Regions from separate parts of the Zea mays genome. Here regions 1 and 2 are each linked to region 3. Evidence: chromatin contacts called from public Hi-C data. All regions are on one chromosome and are shown on one strand. Each heading gives the region's core, a stretch centred on a gene start, on an enhancer-like site or on the middle of the called end of the contact. The rest is flanking DNA. Distances are from core to core; before and after follow the strand shown. Region 1 holds the start of LOC100284762. Region 2 holds the start of LOC103629437 (GPI transamidase component PIG-T). Region 3 has its middle 8.6 kb from the start of LOC100273426.

What was found. Hi-C and Micro-C count contacts between places; a contact is called where the count stands out from the background.
Region 1: a contact with region 3 is called in a Hi-C map of ear, with 2.7 times the contacts expected there. The contact joins the promoter of LOC100284762 here to the enhancer-like site in region 3. A contact is called at or near these places in 3 of 25 Hi-C or Micro-C datasets (bundle sheath, ear and endosperm).
Region 2: a contact with region 3 is called in a Hi-C map of ear, with 2.6 times the contacts expected there. The contact joins the promoter of LOC103629437 here to the enhancer-like site in region 3. A contact is called at or near these places in 2 of 25 Hi-C or Micro-C datasets (bundle sheath and ear).

Annotation. Positions count from the first base shown.
Region 1 is chr6:75,662,154-75,666,884 of Zm-B73-REFERENCE-NAM-5.0, forward strand. It overlaps LOC100284762, which reads right to left and starts at 1,317. Exons shown (of 6, transcript NM_001157657.3): 1 at 1,120-1,317; 2 at 719-855; 3 at 598-623. The coding sequence starts at 843.
Region 2 is chr6:75,799,519-75,803,969 of Zm-B73-REFERENCE-NAM-5.0, forward strand. LOC103629437 (GPI transamidase component PIG-T) reads right to left here and starts at 1,865. Exons shown (of 5, transcript XM_008650557.3): 1 at 1,324-1,865; 2 at 1-598. The coding sequence starts at 1,566.
Region 3 is chr6:74,953,307-74,958,093 of Zm-B73-REFERENCE-NAM-5.0, forward strand. No RefSeq gene overlaps it. Among protein-coding and RNA genes, the nearest start is that of LOC100273426, 8.6 kb to the left of the region's middle. Within about 2 kb of position 3,340, at least 16 of the 20 cell types and tissues checked have an H3K27ac peak or open chromatin away from gene starts, as enhancers often do. A contact at or near this core is called in ear and endosperm, where this site is marked.

The DNA.
Region 1 (4,731 bases), core at 67-2,566, 710 kb after region 3:
TGTCTGAATCAATCATTCTATGCGCGCGCGCGCACGTGTGTGTGTATAATAAATACCACAGTATTGGCTGACCCTAAACAAGCAACAAAGACACTTTGGGCTTGCATGTTTTCGTGTAGCAATGGTCATTGTGATGTTTTTTATGAGAAGAAAAAGAATTGTCACTAGGTTTAACAATAGCTTTGTCGTTAATAATTATTACTATTTGCTTTAGAAATTAATTTGATGTCATCTCTTACCAAGATTGACACTAGTGTTAGCATGCTACATTATAAAGTTCCATTGAATTTGGGGTCAGTTTCCTCTATCCATCTTAACTTGGAATTTGTACTCTACATCAGCCGTGCATTTGACAGTAAGGTCAACAAACACAGATGACTGAAAACTTCAGCTTGCCACCTGCAAGTCAACTAATGCCTAATAGTCAATTGTTATATTCTGTATCACATGGTCACGTAAGTCGTGTGTTGTGCAGGCAAAACTAGCAGCAGCATATGCAGTCATGCAGATGCAACTTATTGTTTGGATAAGCACACGATGAGTTTGGTCTGGTCAAAGAGTAAGCAAAAAACTGCAGCAGAAATTAGCTTCACTAACCTCCATCCCACGGGGTATCATCAGGTCTGTAAAAGAAATAAGCATATCCAAAGACGATGTCAAATATTACAATTCAAACTAAGAAGTGGGGAAAAGGGGGCGGGGGGATTCTGCATCATACCCAAATATGACAGCATTCCACAGCATTATGTTGTTATCCTGCGGGGCGCCACTTATGCCGGCCGGAGGGTCCTGCATCAACCGCTTGAAATCCCTCATCAGCCTCTTCCTCGCAGGAGTCGACATCCCCGGATGTTCCTGCACGACATATACACCTCAACATGAGCCAAAAGGATCGCACGAATCTATCATCGATCCGCCGCCACCCCGCCCCAGCACGTGCAAGAATCAGGTGCAGGATTAACAACTCGAACAAAATTTGAGGGAAAAAACTACATCTGCTACCACCGGAACCACAGAGCGAACAAATCCGCAACAGAATTGGTGGATCGGGGCATCCATCCCAGCTAGGACGATACGGACTAATCAATCATATGCAGAAAGGATCCTGCAGAGCTTTACCTAGGTAAGAAGAAACCAATCGAGGTCCAGCAGATGGACCGGACTGGTGGAGTGGTGGATCTCCAGTCCACACTAGCTGCAGCTTACGACGACGACAAACGAAGCCGACGAAATGGGAGGAGCCCTGAAACGCGTGAATTAGGTCCCAACGGAGGGGCGACTTTTTTCCTTTTCTTTTTCCGCTAGGTGTTTTTTAGAGAATTTGTTCTTTCTTGTTTTAGTTTTTTTAATTCACTTTTCGGTCATGGAGTACAACTGAAATTGAAGCTTATTCTAAACACAAACAACTTATATACAAATCTAATACTATTTTTATTAGATAGGAGTACTAGCAATCACAGTGGAGATTTATTTAGACCTATTTTGAAGACTCAATTCTACTCTGTGATTATAGGTGATGGAGAAATTAGTTGATTTCTTCTCCAATTCCCTCCAAAAACAGAAGGAGATTTAAGTTTTCAAAGTAGACCCTTATAACTATTTCAAATTTTTTAACATAGTTGTTGGGACTTGTTCTCAAATGATATGAATTAAGAACAAAGCAACACAAAAATAGGTTAATGGTTAATGTCCTTCGTCCTACGAAGCATTATTTTCCTAGGGAATAATAATCTTTGGACGAAGGTTATGAAGGTTGTGCCTTCATCATCACAGTATATATTAATGAAAGACGAAGCATATAAAACATGAGAAATAACATGAATAATCATATGACATCGTTGATATTTCTTTTATTATATAATCATGAATGAATAAGAACGATATTGAATTACATTTATACCTTTGGCTTGATAGAAAGCGAAGGTGCAAGCGTGACGCACGGATGAGTATTCGTCAGTGTCTCCAGTATTAGGGTACTGTTCATCTATTTATAAGCACAGGGCGCAGCCTGTATAAAATTACATTCATGCCCTTTATGTTTACTATTGACTTAAGGACAATTTATCGATGAGGACTAGATAGCCTTTTCCTATTTAAGTCGGTTCCTTTTTCTGCTACTGAGCCGAAGCTTCCTTACGTGTAGCTTCGGAGCTGGTTCAACCTTCGTCCAGACCATGCTTTCCATATTATGTACAGCTTTGTTCTGAGTCCGAAGGTACCTATACATTCATTACACTTGGGAAACATTGTTAAATCGTGTTTTTGAGGACCTTCGGAAGACGAAGGCCCCCAACAATAGCTAAACCTCAAAAATAAGTTGCATACTCCATTAATTTTTTAGTCCTTCTAGTTGGGTAGGCATTGACTGTCAACACACCCCAAGGTAGACCTATTCAAACGCCGGGTCAGGTCAGATTTAGCTCGGGTCAAGGTTGGATCGTGGGTTGTTTAACACGGCCCATGTTCAACATGTGTCTAGTGTCGGGTCAGATCGGGTTAGCTCGTACCTCCTTGTTGGATGTGTTGGGTCGTCAGGTCAGGGTTTTCTCGAGTTGGGTCAGGTTTTAGATCAAAAATTATGGTGCGTACCTGATCAATAAATTGTTGTAGGTCAAAAACTACGACTCATACTGTAACACCCTAAATCTCATTTTGAGAATATAGTAAAAAAAATTTCAAAGATCTTGAAATAGAATTATTATTTTTTTCCTTAGAATTCCCATAACATTGAAGTCACATCTCCTTAAATAAGGTTTTATAAAAAAAAAGATTCTTATATAAATTAGCCCTTTATTGAAGTTTATAAGTATTAATGTGAGAACATTTATTTTTAATAAGAAACCATACAATATAAACTACTTTTCCTAAAATAATTACATGTGTGCTACATATTTAAAAGAAATTGCTTATGTAAAATAATAAATGAATGAATAATATATATATATATATTTATACACAAATATAATGACATCTCATGCTGGTTCTTATGATTGTGCATTTAATTGAAATTGAAATCCAAAACCAAATTTGAAAATTAAAAAAAATGAGAAATGGAAATGAACAAAAGAAAAAAAAAGGAAAACAGTTTCTCTCCTACTGGGCCGGCTACCTCACTTTTGGCCCAGTTCCCTGCAACCGGCCCATTTCTTCTCCCGCACTCCTCCATTTCTCCACGATCGCACGTGCTTCACCAGGGGCCCGGTGGCCAGTCTGTTGGCGTGCGCCGTACTAATGACCTATGGGACCCACTCGTCAGGCTTATCCCCTTCCTCAACAACCCGCTCGGCGCCCGGGATTTCCGAGCTCCGTGAACCATGGCGTGATCCCCACGCGGACTTCCTATCCTCGGCGCATAAGAACGGACTTCGCTGGGCTGTGACCCCCACCTTCTGTCGGACCTCACCTCACGAGGATTTGCGGCCGGTTGAACACGTAACAGAACGCGCCGCCGCCGCCGCGTATCGCGGGAACCCCCACGATTAATGCGGGCGGACCAGCTCCGTTGTTGCGGCGTATAAAGACCAACCCCGTGGCTCCCCTCATCCCCTCAATTAGTTAATTTGAGGCTTCCACCGAGCCGTTGGGAGCCTCGCCTGGCGCAGGGAGATTTGAGTGATGCAGCGGACGTCGATTCCGGGCTACATTCGGGCTGGGGCATCGGTGTAGTACCTGGACGCTTCGCCATGGCGCAACGACCGTGTTCGTGGTTCCGGTGCAATGAAAAGCGCACCAAAAGCCCTATAATCCCTCGCCGGAGTTGGTGCTCCGCCGTGAACCCTGCCTGCACCGTGGACGGACTGCTCCACGACGTAATCACCGGTAAGATCTACCTTGATCAAATCGCTCCACTCTGTACTACGTGTAGAACCTGTATGTTTGTGGGGGTGGTGCACTGGATTCTTGGGCGGAATCGCACCAGCCATGGCACCGCCGCCTGGGCGCTGTGCGCCACCGTCTCGGGTGAGCGAAGGAAGAAAGGAGCAGTGACGCAAGATCCAAAATCTACGGCGGGGATTAGATGTGGGTTGTCCACCGCTGGATCTTTGGCGAACGGGTCAGATTGGAGGTTGTCGTGGGCAGATTCTGGCCCTTGATCGGTAATCCAAGGGTTCGCGTAGAATTACAGGTTCTGACGTCTATGGATCTAATCCATACCGCCCACCATTGATCGAACAACCACGATTGGCCCATACCCCTTCGACCTGGGCATTTTGCGTAAAAGACCCCGTGAAATATCTGAATCAACCCGCCGTCCACTGTGGGGTTTGGCTGAGTCTGTGGATTACTTATGTTTTCGCCCCTGCACTTCTGTTTATTTAGCGCACAGTCCAGACACCTATTAAAACCAGGAAATTCATTTAGAAAATGGTTTTTCAGTTTAAATTAATTGCAGAAACATAATAAAATTCCTAGAAAATTCATATTAGGTTCAAATTGACCCATTTTGGTTCCTATAATTTTATAATATTATTGTTTATCAGATAGTACCACAGTTTTCATATGAAAGTCACATTAAAATTTATTTCCTAACTAATCTTATATCAAATACATAAAACCTTAGGAAATTCATAACTCCTCCATTTTAAATCCGATTTGATCTGTTTAAGTTGCGTTAGTCTCGTATGAATATTTACTACGCAGTGACAACTTGTGTTATACCAGGTCTCATACTTTTATAATTAGATAATTATTTAACCTACATTAATTGGATTAATTTCTGATATTATGGTT
Region 2 (4,451 bases), core at 615-3,114, 840 kb after region 3:
CAAGGCATTTCCCTGACAACTTTCTGTTGAAAAGATGTCTCATGGACCAGTTGGGCTGAAGTTGACCATGATTGGAATGTAGCTGTTCGCCATGTACATTATTTGGTTGCAGCACAACAGTCAGAGTTTGATCAAGAATAATACCAAGTGACTGGGAGGATCTCAGTTTCAGTTTTTGTGAATGGTAATATCCTTTGTAAATTGAAGGCCTGTACAGCAAAGAAGCTATCCCAGCTTTGTCACGACATGGAAGAAGTTTCAACCAAGGTGTCAGATTCTCAGTGCATACTGCTTCACGAGGCAATGCACCATATCGCAAATTGCCTTCGTTCAGTTTGAAGCCCCAGCGAGGAGCAGAAAATGCAGTGGAGGACTCCAAAAAGTTGATGGATGCACAAAACAGGCCAGAGAGTGTATGTGTCAGGTTCTTCCATGTTGCATCGATCTCAGACAAAGGAAGATCAAAAACTGCCCACAGCTCAACACCAGGAGGCTTTGCATTATTAGTTGACATAGGATCAAATCCACCCCACTGCTCATAGTTCCATCTTCCCTGGGTGAAAGATAGCTCCAACTCGCTAATATGATATTTCTTAACCTGATATTGACAAAGCAGAATAATGTTAATAGAGGTTCTCACTTCTCAGTCATTCATAAAATGTGGCAGCATATAAGAAATGGAGGGCCCCTTTCTTCAGTGCCCAGGTTGTTGTGACTTAAAGGTATAAACAAGGGACAGTTTATTATATGTAAACCTAATAGGCAACAAAAGAATACAGAGTAAATTTCTCAAAGCCACCAACATTTGGGGCTAATGCCTAATAGGCACAAACCCACAAACTACTGTGCCCATTTCAGAGAACCCCCAATGCTCAGGGTCATTGACTTGTTGTCTTACAAACCCAACAACCACTGTGACCATTTCTAGTTAAAATGGGCTTGAGCCTTTGTTCAGATTGCAAAACCTAAATTTCACAGCGGTTCCACAGCACCTAGATTCAATTTTGGGTAAAAACAAATCAGCACTTGGGACAACTTGATAGACATCACTCGGTGGGAAAATGAAACAAATGCAAAGCAAAGATCTCCCATCTTAACACACCTATGTACATATGCCAAAAATAAAATCTTTGCAGCAGTGCAGTTGCTTGTCTCACTGTCCCAGTGGAGTACCCACAGACAGATCAAACGTGTTATTGATCTACAAACACAACTAACTAGTTACATGCTAGTCCAGGCTAATGTACCAGTATGAACGGCGAATTAAAGCCGTATACAGTTGGAGCTTAAACCCTAAATCAGCCACATCAGAGATCCACGCACCAGCTGGGAGATGGCCTTGGGGAAGAGGTGGTGGTGCCGACCAACGGAGGCAGCGGGGGGCGCAGAGGAGCGGAAGTGGAAGTGTGCCAGTGCCTTGCGGTCCGGGAGCGGCCGCAGGAGCAGCTCCTCAGTGAACTTTTCATCCTCAGGCGCCGCCGCAGACGCCGCGGCGGTGGTAAAGAGGAAGAGGAAGACGAGGGGCAGGAAGAGGATCGGTCCTGTGGGTGGACGCGGCGGCGCCATTAGCGCCAGAGAGCGCAGGGCGGCGCCTCCGAGGCCGGGGCGGGCGGAGATGGCCGGGGCAGGGTGGCCCCGTGGGCGGCAGCGTACGCGAGCGGAGATGGCCGGGCGAGGGCCTCCCAGTGTACAACGGCGTACGCGAGCGGAGGTGGCCGGACGAGGGGCCTCGGGGCGGAGGCGTACGGGGCGACGCGGTCACGGTGAGCGGAGAGCCGGAGACGGCGCGAGCAGTCGTTGCGGGAAGAAGGAAAGAGATGTTGCTTCACTGACCTACAGGACCCACATAAAGAGTAAGCTAGCGGACCTTTATTGCTATTATAGTACTCATTTAAGTAGCCTTCTCTATTTTAACATCCACAAAACTAAATTCTCTACAATTATATCAGAGTTATTAAAACTTGACCCCTTTTGGAGGCCTGTCCGCATTCGGCGGCCTCCACGCCATCCATCGCACGACGTGTGCTATCGATGGCCACGCACGCGTGCTCCGTGGGTCATGGACGTGAAACCTCACTTTTGACGGACGCCAAATTTTCAGCCACGGCCATACCACAGGTCCACATTACTCTTCCGGTCTCCCCTCAGACTTCTCTCCCCCATGCCATCCCTCCGGCTTCCCGAGCGCCACCGTAGTCGCTCGCCATCGCGACCCAGGACCCTGACCTCGATGGCGGTGGATCAGGGGCCAACAACGATGCGCCAGGCGGTGGCGGCTCCCCCTCCTCCGACGTTGCCTCTCCAGTCTTTCCATCCTTCGTCGTCGCGGTCGTGTCTCAATCTAAGGGCCAACGACTGGGTCCGACCGGAGGCGAGTTCCTCAGACTCTACGATTACACACACATACTTCCTCTCTCTCTCTGATCTGTGTGATGTTGGTTTGGTTGGTGCTGCGCAGGTGTACCCGCTGTTCATGACGATGGGTGTTGTCGTTGCAGCTCTTCCAGAACATCACTAGGAACCTAGAATCTAGGTCCTGATCTACACTCTTAACCCATTTTGCCTGTTTGATTCTTGCAGTAGATGTGCTGCTCCAGCTGGAGCAGGGTAGATATGCTCAATTTGGGTGCTTTCTTGAAGTTGAAGTGGTCTATATGTAGTTCAAGTTCAGTAGTATTCGCTCTATTTCTTCCTTTTCTGTAAGGTTGAACCCATAGCGTTACTATGGCTCCTAGCCATAGCTTTGTGTAATAGGAGGGATTCTGCTGCAACTTACTTTCTGCGGCAACCTTAAGGATTAGATCCTGTTAACTAAATAACTGCATGTCATTCTTATCTCCGCACAGTTTTAAGGCTTGCAATTGTTCGTGAGGTGCGCATATAGCTAAGTTTTCACTTTTTGGTTCTCATTTTGCATTAACATGTGTCTGCCATTTTCATTGACATATTTTCACCATTTTTATCTTTCGGTTGTCATTTTCAGGTGAATGAAGAGATCTATAACCATGACGAATTGAAAGCTAAGTTTAAAACTCATGAATTCTAAACCGGTAGTGATTGTGAAGTGTAGCCCATCTTGTAAGTTACATATGTATACCCTTTTAATAGTGGCATAACTTTTCCCAATGATTTAATTATCTCCATCAAAGCATCATCCTCTCTTATAAAGTTATTTAATCTTAGCATTGAGACCTTTTAATTGCTTTAATAGCTTCTTTACACAGTATGAAGAATGTGGGGAAGAATTTGTGGATATGTTGGATGGAATGATCTCCTTTGTTCTTCTTGATACATGTCAAAAAAGCTTCGTTGTAGCTCATGATGCTATTGTCATCTACCCTTTATACATGGGATGTTGTCTTGATGGTATGTAAAGCAAAGATGATTGCTTTGCCCTTCTAAAGAAAATCAGGCATTAATTATGTTTTTTGTTCATTTCACAAAACAAAACTTCTAGGATCAGTTTCGTAAAACTACCCGAGGCATCTATTTCAAACCTTACAACAATCTGCATGGGCACACTATTTGTGTGATTGAAAGGTGGGTCCAATGAAGGTTTGTGGAACTGAGGGCACAAGTAGTGTACCATGAAACTGATCCTAAAAGTTGTAGTTCTTTGATAGTTTGAAGCAAATAATTGTAATTTTATGAAATGAATTCTTTGTGCATCTCAAACATAATTTTCTGGAATTTGTTGATGAATTGCTTTCTCAACTACTGTTGCAGTGGCCAATAATGCTTGAAGGTACGACCAACATTCCTAGCAGGAACCGGCCAGTTACCACCAAGAACCTCCTGGCATGTTCTCTAGGTCCTGGAATAGAGAAACCACACAAAACACTTAAATTTAAATTTGCATGATGAATGTTGATCTCTTTGTGAAATGAAATATAGAAACACCAGTAGCTATCCATTTATGCAGTACATTGAAAAAGGGCAACATATTGGGAACCATTGTTGATCTCAACAACTAGAATTCAGTATGGTTCATGGGGCAGTTTTAATTGTTGTTATGGATTGGGTACATGGCACCTGTAATTTGCCTTGACTGAAACATAGCTGATGGAGCGAATAATTGTATCATGTTAACTAGCATGCCAGTTGTTACTTGCATTACCATATCATAATTTTGAAAGACTATGGATAGCAGGTCCATCTATATTGTTGACATACCTATGGTTATTACAAATCCTTTGAGTCTTTGAGAAAGGATATCTCATTGAATTTGTTCTTTTTGGAATTGTCCCTCAACACAAATGCTAAAATGATTTTCCACAGGAGAGAATGTATGATCCTCCATTTTCAACAACCTTTTTAAACACCAGTATGAAATAATACTTTTTTCCTTTAGTATACATCTGTGTTCCTATAATTTAAACACCAGTATGTCCATGGCCACCTGCAGCAGGGTTTTGACTCCACCTTCCAGTGCCTCCTTATCCAGCTCTCCA
Region 3 (4,787 bases), core at 2,090-4,589:
TGACAATAATTTAGCATGTCTATCATTTGGATTGATCAATCCAGATTGATCAAAGCCATGGCACAAAATTAGGACCACTAACACCAATGCCAGTTACCCAAAGGGATTTCCAAGCTAGTGCCTCAGGACACAGAAGTAAAGACGCATTAGGGAACCAGTTATAAGTATTGGTGGAAGAATAAAAGTAGTAAATAAGAGTGTGGAGAAGAAATAAAATCATTCTTTAGAACAAAATGAGCAACTCATCCAGTTAAGCTTGGGCATCCCAACCAAAAACATGAAGAATATATGCATCAAATCTACCCGAGTCAAGAATCTTATATGACATCAAATCGAACTCAGATTTGTCCCATCGGTATCATGATCCAGGTCCCAAGTTGAAATCACAGCAAAAGAAGGATACATGAAGGAAATAGAATCATAGACAAAAGTATATGACAGAATAGAAAGAGTAATGTCACATTGAATGGCTCAGATTTGCCCCAACATCAACACAACACTCGCAGAAGAAACATGAACTCCTCCCTCCACACGCTAAACGAACTTTTGAGTAGGATTGTTCACTTGGAAATATAAACGACACCACCGCCACAGCAATGGCAACAATCAGTTGCAAACTGGTTGCTTGTATATGGTACAAGCCATCCAAGTTTAACAATATATTGAGCAAAATACCAAACCCTAAATCCTAAACCCTAAACAATTCAACACATTCATCCCATTACTTGAAATCCATGTCCCAAGTTGAAATCACAGGAAAAAGTAGGATGAATGAAGGAAATAGAATCACAAACGAAAGTATATGACAGAATAGAAAGAGAAATATTATGTTGAACGGCTCAGATTTGCCCCAATATCAACACGACACATCCTACTCTAAATGAACTTTTGAATAGGATTGTTCATTTGGAAATAAACTGGTTGCTTGTATATGGTACACCACCGCCACGGCAATGAGGCAATCAGTTGCAAACTGGTTGCTTGTATATGGTACAAGCCATCCAAGTTTAACAGTGTATTGAGCACAATATCAAACCCTAAATCCTAAACCCTAAACAATTCAAGACGCTAAAAAGTAATAGCTCAATGGGGATGGGACATTTGACATCACAGCCACCGAAGAGTAGTTCCAAACAAGAAAGGAAGATCAACAGATAAGCGACAAATAAATATCTAGAAAATAAAGGAATGCATAGAGCGTCATCACAGCCACAGAAGAAGAGTTCCAAACAAGAAAGCAAGATCAACAGATAAGCAACAAAAAAACGTCAGAAAAAACAAAGAGATGTATAGAAACTACCAAAATGAATCAATGCTGCACCCTGCACAGCTTCTTTTGGGGTGTTTGTATGGGTGGGTGGGTAAGGGGGGGAGGGATCAGTTTCGCCTTTGCTCATTCATCTTAATATTTGACATCACAGCCGCTGATGAATAGTTCCAAACAAGAAAGGAAGATCAACAGATAAGCAACAAAAAAATATCTGGAAAACAAAGGAATGCATAGGAACTACCAAAATGGATCAATGATGCACCTTGCAAGCCTATAATAGTTGTGATGGCCTACAGGAAGTAATTGCTAAAACACAATGCTCTCCTAAGTCCAAAGTCACCCAGCTACAACAGGAGTACTGAGACATAACTCAAGAAATTACTGAAATAAATTCTGGATGAACAAAATTATCAAAAAGTTTCCATCAAGCAAAACAATACTATCGCAAACAATTATAGCAGAATCAACATCAGAAACTAGGGAACATCTCAACCTACTAATGAACAGAATCCAAATGTAAATGATTGGTGTGTTCCACAAATGCAACAAAAGTAATGGAGTCATAAAATATGTAGGTTTGGAAAGAAAACATGGAGCAACAACATACTCAACAGAAGAAGTGAAGATACAACATAATGTGCTTTCTTCTTCCCTTTTCGTTGTGTGTGTGCGCGCGCGCGTGTGTGTTGAGGGGGGCTCAGCTTCGCCTTTGCTCAATCATTTAACTGGTAACCCCACCATCTCCGAGCACCAGATCAACTTGTCCTGATGTTATAAGTGGAGCTGCCCTGGTTATCACACACAGAATGGCATGACCATCCAAGGACAGAACCACTATCATTAGAACATAACTGAAAAGGTTCCCAGGAGAGAAGAGGAAGGGCTCCAGTTTGATACCCATAGCAGCCTTGATTGCTCAAAGGCGCATATGTCAGCCATGGTTATTGATCATTGCCCCCATAAGGAAATTTTTATGGCTTTGATCTCGATGGCACTTGGGCAGGAGCTTATGGGATGCAACTGACCAGGCATATTAGTCCCACAAACATTGACCCAGGTCCCAGAATCAAATACAGCAGGAAGGCAAGTGAAGAAGAGCATTCTTAGATCATGGTAGAGCATCAACAGGACAAATCATTAGCCTTGCTCACAAAGACCTGGGTACCTGACATATGGTGGCAGTGGTCCAAGTCTCGCCAGGAGAGCGAGAGAACTAGCGAACGGGAGAAGATAACCCACTGCCTGTCTCAACTCCCAATCTTTCTGCACTTGGTAAATGTTTTCAGAACGTCCGATTAGCCGCGATTAATGGGCTGATCGTAACTCCCGATCAAGGGTAACGACGCGATCAGATCATCCGATTAGTCGGCGCGACTAATCGTCCAATTAGTTTAGGAACGATCAGCCTGGCTGGCTGGATTGAAATTTCGCCCAGCGGCCCAGACCAGCTTCCTTTTTCCCGATTCCCACCACGTGAGCAGAAGCTGCACAACCAAGAGCCAACAGAGCAACGCCCAGGCACACACGGCACGAACCAGGCAACCAGCTGCGAGGGAGGAACCCTAGCGGAACACTGTGCAGGTGACGGCGGCGCGCTACCGGTGACGACGGCGGCGGCGGCGAGGACAAGGCAAGGAAGAATCAGAGAGCATACCAAATCCAGACAATCGATCGAAAAGGGTCCATCAAAAGGCGGCTCAGATCCCGCGTTGCCCGACCACGGCCCCGACCAAAACCCGCAGCGGACCGCGCCGCCACGGTCCCCAACCCCAGCCCCTACCGCCGAAGCAACGCCGCCCGCCACAGGTCCGTAATCCGGCGCGGCGCAGCGGGGCGGGGACCAGAGTAGCCCCGGGGAGGCGCAGATCCGGCGACGAGCGCCAGTCGGGAACCGGCCCGGCGCCAAGCGCGGCGCCCTTCCTCATCGCCGCTTTTGTTCCAAGGGCTGTTGGTTTCAGTGGTGTGGTCACCGGCCGCCGCGAGCGGGAACAAGCAGCAGGTTTAGAGCGCTCGCCACGCATGCGCCGCCACCGAAGCCCACACGGCCACACGCGGCGGCCTCACACTTAAACTAACGAGTGAGTGGCGATTTGGTCCGAGACGGCGAGGTTTTATGCGGGTAGGTTACGAGGAGGAGGGGGGGGGGGGGGGGGACGAGGTGACGAACTGCAGCGTCCGCTGCCAGCGCCCGTGACGTTAGGGCATGTACAGTGGTGTTTAATGTGGGGGCTCTTAAGGTGTTTTAGGGGGTTATTTGCAAAAAAATCTTAGAGCCGTCTCTCCGTGAAGAGACGCCTCTGGCTCGTAAACCAAGTAACAACAGACGCCTCACTTTCCACTGTACGAATTTGTCGTCTGTTCTATCGATCTGATGCTATACAAATACATTTAATTCTGTATTTATTAATAGACTACGTTTATAGACACTCCATTGTACAATATAGTCTCTTAGTTGTCTCCTGTGTTTGGAGAACCGTTTTGGTGTCTCTCCACTGTACATGCCCTTAGAGCGGTGAGGCGTGCTCCGCGATGAGGCCCAGCAGGTGTGGATCTTATCTCCGCTCGAATGTTACCAGCGTCATGTTTTTAAGGGTTGATTTAATGAACAGGACATAGCAAGGATCCCTTGCTATTCAATTTTAGCAGATCCTTCTATATGGATCCTCTTCATTTCTCTTTCCACCAAACCAGCTCTAATGTGTCCATAAGAAACTCAGGATTTTTACCAAGACTTTTTTTAAACATTTTATTGAGTCAAAATTATATTCATTTCAAAATAAATATATATCTCTAGCTAAGTGTGGTGATACAAACTTGTGAAGAACAAGTGATACGCCCCAATTAAGGATGGCAGTCGTGCACACGAGCGTGGCTGTCTATGGGTTTTACACCATTAGATATGGGTCTGGGTTTCAGATTAGGTCTAAAATCAACCTGACATAAAATGATGGGTCAAGGTTGGACGTGACTTTTCACCCATGAGTGTCAAATGGGCTCTAAAATACTAATTTTGAGTCATTGTTCACACAAATTTTGGTCCGTTCCAATAAAACCCTAGGTTATCTACTCGTATTCACTTCTTTAGAATATGAATTGGTATTACGTTATGTACTATGTGCTTCTAATAAATAATTATATGAGGTGTGTTTCTAAATAATTATGTGTTTTTCTTACTATCTGTGGAGCTTTTATTTAATTATTTACATTTAGCCATCAGGTGTAGGTGGGAGCGTAAAAATCCACCCATTAGACATTTTAATGGTGTGGGTATGGCTTAATGTGTCTATCAACTTGGCTCGATGTTTGCTCCACCCGCATCAGACACTAGGAATGGCAATTTAATCTGCAAATCCGAAACCCGACCCGAAACCCGACGAGTGTGGCTATGGGTTGACATAGAGTGTAACCCACACCCAATATGAAGTCTTGTGGGTGTGCGTCTGGTTTTCTATTTCAACCTGGTTTTCTATTTCAACCCACAGGTGACACACAGCCGACTTAAAATTTAATTCATTCT